2 separate regions of the Mus musculus genome follow, and region 2 is linked to region 1. The links are chromatin contacts, called in public HiChIP or PLAC-seq maps. All regions are on one chromosome and are shown on one strand. The core of a region is the stretch at or near the end of the contact, and the rest is flanking DNA. Distances in the headings are between cores, read along the strand shown.

Evidence for each region. HiChIP or PLAC-seq counts read pairs in DNA pulled down with a chosen protein or histone mark.
Region 2: a contact with region 1 is called in an H3K4me3 HiChIP or PLAC-seq map of embryonic stem cells, with 13 read pairs. The contact joins the enhancer-like site here to the promoter of Wrap73 in region 1. A contact is called at or near these places in 6 of 39 promoter capture datasets (cranial neural crest, embryonic stem cells, hippocampal neurons and 2 more), 3 of 484 Hi-C or Micro-C datasets (embryonic ectoderm and embryonic stem cells) and 2 of 115 datasets of contacts at active chromatin or transcription factors (both in embryonic stem cells).

The regions. Positions count from the first base shown.
Region 1 is chr4:154,140,696-154,144,437 of GRCm38.p6, reverse strand. Wrap73 (WD repeat containing, antisense to Trp73) reads right to left here and starts at 2,066. Exons shown (of 12, transcript NM_021499.2): 1 at 1,925-2,066. The coding sequence starts at 1,993.
Region 2 is chr4:154,650,852-154,654,593 of GRCm38.p6, reverse strand. The region is part of intron 1 of Gm13110 (a long non-coding RNA gene); the gene reads left to right. Among named protein-coding and RNA genes, the nearest start is that of Gm13110, 3.0 kb to the left of the region's middle. Within about 2 kb of position 1,878, at least 11 of the 459 cell types and tissues checked have an H3K27ac peak or open chromatin away from gene starts, as enhancers often do. A contact at or near this core is called in embryonic stem cells, where this site is marked.

The sequences.
Region 1 (3,742 bases), core at 817-3,316:
TAGTTTCTATGAGGAGGCAGAGGGGAGGCAGAGGGGAGGCTGAGGCAGGTACATGTGGGCCAGCTAGCCTGCTTTATGCAGTGAAGAGCAAGAGACCTTGTCTCAAACAAGGTGGAAGGTAAGGAATAACACTGGGGGTTGTCCTCTGCCCTCTACACGTGTGTTGTAGCATCTCTCTGTTTCTATCTCTGTCTCTCTGTCTCTGTCTCTGTCTCTCTCTCTCTCTCACTCACACACACACACACACACACACAGACTCTTTTTTTTTTAATGAAGCCACATTTGTCTTCTGTGGAAAGAGAGCAAGAGGGCAAGTGCAGATCAGAAGGAGGACCTATCAAAGGGCTTGTGTTCTCACATTAGAGTTTGGTGAGCAGTAACCTGTTACAATGGATTCCTTAGGAATCACTTAAGACACCAACACTGGAAACATGGACTCGCTCTGCTCAGGATTTAGGACAAAACTTGAAAGAAACAATTATTAAGAGCTCCACGATATTTTGATGAGCGGCAAGCACAAATATCAGCTAACCCAAATGCAACTTCTTTGCTGTTCACTGAGACTTTCAGAACCGTAAAGCAACCTTAGTCTCTGGAGGCACTTGGAAAAAGGTAAAATGTATCAATGTGTGCGAGGCTGATGGTCTCCTCCCACCTTTACGTGGGTTCCCGAGCCGGAGCTCAAGTCCTCGGGCTTGCATGGCAGTACCTTTCCCTGCTAAGCAGGTCCTACCCTGACACTTCCTACATTGTTAGGATGATGTGTATAAGGAGGGTAAAGGATGTCTCAAAAGCCTGGACAAACACAGCAGGGGTGTGAACTGAGAATCAAGACAGCCAGGCATGGTGGCATGCTCCGTTAATCCCAGCACTCAGGAGACAAGGGGCAGATCTTTGAGTTCAAGGCCAACCTGGTCAGAGCTACAGAGAAACCCTGTCAATCAGTCAATCAATCAATCAATGGTATCAGTCAGTTAAAAAGAGAATGATAGATTAATCAAAGAAAACTTGTTAAAAATTAGGATTGCATTTGTATGTGAGAAGGGTCAGGCACTAGTTACGGCTTATGTGGAGGCCAGAGGACAACATGCAGGAGACAGTTCTCTCCTTCCATTAAGTGGGTCCTAGAGCTGGGACTCAGGTCATCAGGTTTGGTGGCAGGTACCGTTACTAGCCAAGCTACCCGACTGGCACGGAACCACAGTTTTTTAAAATAAGACTTGAGTTTTCCCTGATGGCTTCCTAACGTCAGCCTTCTACAAATGCACAATGGTCATGTTGGCGTACCTTGAAACACCCATCTGAACACTATTCTGCCACCCAAAGAATAGACAGCTAACATCCAACCCTGGCAATGAAAGCTAGTTATTTAAACCATTTGCTTATGACGAGTTTCACAAAGGAGGGCCCCGTTTAACCAGCTCGCTCACAGAAAACATACAAAATAGCAATGAGCTGCCATCCCCTGTGCCCTCAAATGTGTGAAAGCAGAGTCATCTTATCCAACTTTGATGAAGGGAAACTGGAGCCGGGAGCCTGGCACCCACCCAGCCCTGGCCACCTGCTCCAAGACCTCCTTCCTAACCCTGACCACCTGCCAGAATAGCAACCCCAACTCCATCCCCACTCTGCTCCACGTCCTCTTTCTCCACCCTGGTCACCTGCCAGGATCCCCCAGCCTGGCTGGCCTGGATCCCTCTTCGGCTTCAGGTTCGTTCTCTCTAATCATCTGGTTCTCCCTCATCTGGGCTGAAACCCCTCTGCCTGCCTCCCTCTCCCACCTCCCACCCCGCCCCCTAAGTCCAGCCTGAGTCCCCGCGGCCGCCCGGCTCGGGCCCCCTTCCCGCCCCCCTTCGGCCCGCCCCGGCCCCGTGCACAAGTCGCGCGCCCACACTTAGGTTCCGCCCAGCGCGCCGCAGCTCACCAGGTACTTGCCGTCCGGGGAGAACCTGCAGAGCAGGCCCGAGAGCTTGAATGACTCCGAGAAGTTCATGGCCACGGCCAGCCCGGGCCAGCCCGGCTCCGAAGTACCTCCCGCAACCGCCCCAGGCAGCGGCCGGAAGTACAGGGGCGGAAGCGAGCAGCAGCCAATGGGAGCCTCAAGCGGCCGCGCGGCATTGTGGGGCGGGAAGTCCGAGTTTGAGTCTTAAAGGGGCTGAGCGCCTTTGCGCTATAGCGGATCTCCCTGCAAATCCCGAAACGGAAGGCTGAATTCTGACTTCAGATAAATCACAAAATAAATATGTTCCCAAAAGTTACCCGGGGCATACTTAGACTAAAAGACTCCCTTATCTGAAATTCAGGTTGTAACTAGACCTCTGTACTTGTGAACATACATTTATTTACATGTAAATGCGTATTTATGTGTAAGTATATAGTCGTATTTCGATACACCTCTTTAGTAGATAACAAATTTTTTGTTACAGGAGCTGAGAGTGCGGTTCTATTGGCAAAATGATTGCTTAGCATATATGAAACCCAGGTTTTGGTCCGCAGCATCGCATAAACCCCGCACGATGGTTTGCATTAAAAAAAAAAAAAAAATCCTACACCTGAAACCAGAGACGCAGATGTTCAGGGCATCCTTCGCTACCTATAGAGTTGGAGGCTATGCAGGGCTGCGTGAGACCCTTTCTCAAACAGAACAAAGCAAAGTATTTTCCACGTATAAGTATAAATATAGGTTTGCTTTGAGGTTTTCCTGAGAGCGACCACCTGCAGCGTGACCTCGTGACGTTCAAGTGCTTCTCAGGTCTGTGGCGGAACGAATTCGAAGGCATGTGGATCTCGTGGGTCGCCTCACCTTTTTGGAGGTTCTAGTTAGAGTGTGGACTTGATTCAGAGGTGTGGCTCGGTACCCGGGACGGCAGCCTCGGTGGGCACGTAGAATACAGCACCAACTGGACTTCAGACCAGGATCGCTCCCCAAAGCGCTCTGCTCCCTCCCTCGCGCAGCACCCCGCGTCCTGTGCCCCACAAGGCTCCCCATTCCGGTGTCATTCGGGAGGTTGGATGTTCCTGTCTGCACCCAAAGCTTCAGAGGATCACTTAAGGCTCAGCCACTGCCTTTGGAGCTAAGTTCCGAATTCTGAAAGACCGGAATCTAGTATTGCTCGGTCCAGCTCATAGCTCCCAGTCTCTTCCGCACCGCTGCATCTAATTTCCACGAATGAATGAATGAATGAATGAATGAATGAATGAATGGCGGTGCTTGCACCATTCGGAGAGGATCTGCAGAGTGCGCGGCCAGCGTCCTGGCATTTTCTGTTCCCAACCAGTCCCAAACTCTTGCTTGGTATTCATCTTTGTCTCTAATCTGCAGCTCGCAAATAATTACTCCTCGTAGCTATTGGCCTAACACCAGGTCAGGCTTTCGAGTTCGAGAGAGATTCGGTCTGCTCCAACCCACCTCCCTTGCAACGCCACTAGCTGCACTAAAGCGACTTCCAGGGCATGTGGGAACACCTTGGGCAAGGACCACTCTGCAGTGCCACTAAGGGGTCCCACAAGGACCCAACTCCTTCTGTGCGCCAGACTACGGGTCTGCGTGGTAGATGAGGGCACCGGAGACCGCTCACTTGCCCAGAGGGGAGATGGCGGGTGGTGAAGAAGACTTCTTGAGCCAGAGAAGAGTCCCCTGACTAACTCCGAGCCGCTCTATGTGCACAGTTTGTGGGCATCCGTTGGGCATCGCCTAGCACACCAATCCAAGGAAAGACTCTGATACCCTGGGCTAGGAAAC
Region 2 (3,742 bases), core at 629-3,128, 510 kb before region 1:
GGAAACTGTCAGCTCTCCCCAGGTCTAGCCTCAGCTCAGGTACCTGAAGCCATTCCATCACAGTGTCCTGCTGCTGCTGCAGGGTTGCCCCCTGTGTGACATCTTCTGGTGCTGGTCTTTCACTTAAGTGGCCTGCAGGAGGGACCTGAGGGTAGTGAGATCTCCCCTCAACTCCCAGCTGCTCAAGTATCACCACTGTGAAGAGCTTCGGCTTCTTCCTTGGAGATCCAGAGGCAACAGCAGTGCCTCCCTCCACTCAGACCAGAGTCAATGGATGCTGCAGTGGGATTGGAGACATGGCCACCCATCATTATCACCATCCTGTGCTAGCCTGAGCATGTCAGGGAGAGAAACACAGCCCTTGTTCGCTCAGAGTCTAGCCAGGGCGGTGACAACAGGCTCACTTGAATCAATGGCCCCACTGAGAGATGTCACATGGGGAGGATAAGGGTTATTGAAGCCTGTCAGTAGAAACTTTAGCTTTGAAATGGACACAGTAGTTAAGAGCACTGACTGTTCTTCTAGAGGTCCTGAGTTCAATTCCAGGCAACCACATGGTGGCTCACAACCATCTGTAATGTGATCTGACGCCCTCTTTTGGTGTGTCTGAAGATAGCTACAGTGTACTCATATACATTAAATAAACAATATTTTAAAGAAAGAGAGAGAGAGAAAAGGAAGGAAGAAAAGAAGGAAGGAAGGAAGAAAGAGGAAGGAAGGAAGGAAGGAAGGAGGTTGAAAGAGAACTTTCTAGATGTCCCTCAGAGACCACTTATCTGGCAGGCCCTTTCCAGCGTCTGTGAATTCCAGATCTGTGTTCTCCACACTCTGAGCTGTCCCTTTCCATGAACAGGACGAAGTGAACATGTCTAAGATTCTTGTCTCAGGAGTTAGTGAATATGTACAATGGGTGTCCACAGTGAAGATCCTTAGACTCCTGGTTTCCTCCAGTGAGGATCTACAGTGGATGTCCATGGCAAAGTCCTTAGTCTCCTGGCTGCCCAAAAGGTCTTGACTCCATTTTGTCTTTTGGATTCACCCTTCTCAATGAATTGAGCTAAGTAAAATGGTTGTCCCATTAAAAACATTGTCTCAGAGCGGTGGTTTCAGCCTCTTAAGAGATTACACTTTCATTTCCTTCCAAGAACACTCAGACATGGCATCCTTCCCCAGGTCCTGACAACTAAGTTGGGCAGGAGAAGCAGGAATGACATAATTAGAGCTGGTTGACACCCTCAAACTCAGCATCCTTCAGGTGACCTTGTTCCGAGCCCCTGACCCATCTCCCTGTGTCTCCTCACTGCCACAGAGAAGTTCCCCTTCTTCATATGCCTCAGACTACCACAGACAGCATCTAAGATCCATGTGCCAAGACAGCAAACCAGTCAAGTTTCAGAGCTCAGCTCTGTGACCTTGGTAAGGGCAAGCTCCTCGTGTGGAAAACACAGACAGTGTGAAAATCTTGTTGAGAGGAAGAAGTCAGCTTAGAGACAGATGACAGGGTGGGCACATGAGAATGAAAGAGCACACTGGTGGCCAGCAGGAGGCAAGTTTCAGCTCCAGCTCCTTCCTTCAGCTGTGGAAGCCACTTCGGGAATCTAGAGTCCCCCTCAGCATACCTTGGAGGAAGCTGAAGTGGCTGGTGTGGGTTCCAGCACGAGGGTAAGACAGGACTGGAATAGGGAGGTAGAGAGGACGGGGTGGGGGGAATATCTTCTCATGGTCTCTGTCCCGCTGAGCTGCAGCTGGGACCAGCTGGTCCTTCTGCTCCTAAACCCTGAGACTGGAGGGGGCATCCCCCTGCTGCAGCCTGGGAATGCTGTGGTGTGGCTGTCAGGCTCTGTGCTTCGGGGAGGTAGCCCTGCCCCTCCCACTGGAAATCTACCAGACAGATGCACTGGCTGGAGGGCATCAGGTTTCCGGAGGAGTCAATGTAGCAGACCACCCAGACACTGGTCAAGTGCATTGGGCAAGTTAACAGGATCTGTGGCCCAGGAGCGACCCATGGGGTGGTCACGGGGAGGGAGGACATGCCCTCCTCCTTTCAGCCTTTCAGGACTCCAGGAATGCCAGATTTTGGGAGGCAAAAGGCACACAGGAGGAGAAAGAGACACAGAGACAGATGGTAATGCTGGGTAATTGAGCGCTTCCAGCCAAGCCTGAGGTGTTGTGTCTGCCCCCTGTGCCCCCACCCCCGTTAGAAAACTAAGGAGTCCAGCTACCTGAGTTCCTCACTCATGGATATGGCTGCCACTCCTCAGCACCTGCCTCTGTCATTTTTCATGATCCCATTCTTCCATTCCTCCTCTGCCTTGGGCAGCCATTCTATGGAATATGTGTATATATTATGTGTATGTATCATTACACACACACACATTCACACACACACACACATACATGATTTCTATGGGCTTATTCAATGTATGTCCTGTGCTATGTGCATGGTATGTGTTGTATGTGTGTATGTACATGTGTGTGTGTGTGTGTGTATATATATATATATGTTTTGTGTATGTATGTATACATGTGTGTATATATGTGTGTATATATATGTGTGTATATGTGTATATATGTGTGTTTGTATATGGAAGTTATACAAACAGCTATGTATATTGTATGTACATATTATATTCTCTGCATACATGTTGTGTGTATACTGTATGCTATGTGTATATGTATTCTGATCATATGTTCTGAGTATGTGTTGTGGGTACATGTATGTTATGTATACTTGTGTTGTATGTATATGTGTTATGTACTTGTGTGCTGGGTGTTCATGTGTTGACCTTTTATATAGATTAGTACTGACCTCATGATGATGATGACCATGATGACAATAATGTTTGTCATTATTTAGAATTTTTGCACAGGTCACATTTCATCTACATAAATAGGCTCTTTGTTTCTTTTAGGGATTTTGAGACAAGGTCTTGCTTATATAGGCTTAACTGGCTTTGAACTCTTAACTGGTGTTAAAGGCACAGGCCTTTATCATTTTTTTAAGATTTATTTATTTTATGTATGTAAGTACAATGTAGCTGTACAGATGATTTTGAGCCCTCATGTGGTTGTTGGAAATAGAATTTTAGGACCTTTGCTCACTCCAGTCAGGTCAACTCCGCTTGCTCAGGCCCAAAGAATTAGTTATTATTATGCATAAGTACACTGTAGCTGACTTCAGACACACCAGAAGAGGGTGGCAGATCTCATTACAGGTGGTTGTGAGCCATCATCTGGTTGCTGGGAATTGAACTCAGGACCTCTGGAAGAGCAGTTAGTGCTCTTCACCGCTGAGCCATCTCTCCAGCCCTCAGCCTGCTTTCTTATAAAACTCAGGACAACTGTAAGTGGGAATGGCCCCGCCTACAATTAGCTGGGGCCTCCCCGACCCATCACTAATTAAGAAAATGCCCTACAGCAGATCTTATGGAGGCATTTCCTCAGCTGAGGTTCCTTCCTTTTGATGACTCTAGCTTGTGTCAAGCTGACATAAAACTAGCCAGCACAGTAGCCTAAACAAAACCCCACAGAATTGGAAAGACATGCTATATTTCAAAGCATGGTACAGCTGGGATAATTTTAATCCCAGCACTCTGGAAGCAGAGGCAGAGGCAGGGGCAGGGGCAGGGGCAGGGGCAGGGGCAGGGGCAGGGGCAGGGGCAGGGGCAGGTGTATAGCCATGAGTATGAGGCTAGCCTGGTCTACAAGCTGCAGGCCAACCAGGGGATCTGATGTCTTCTTC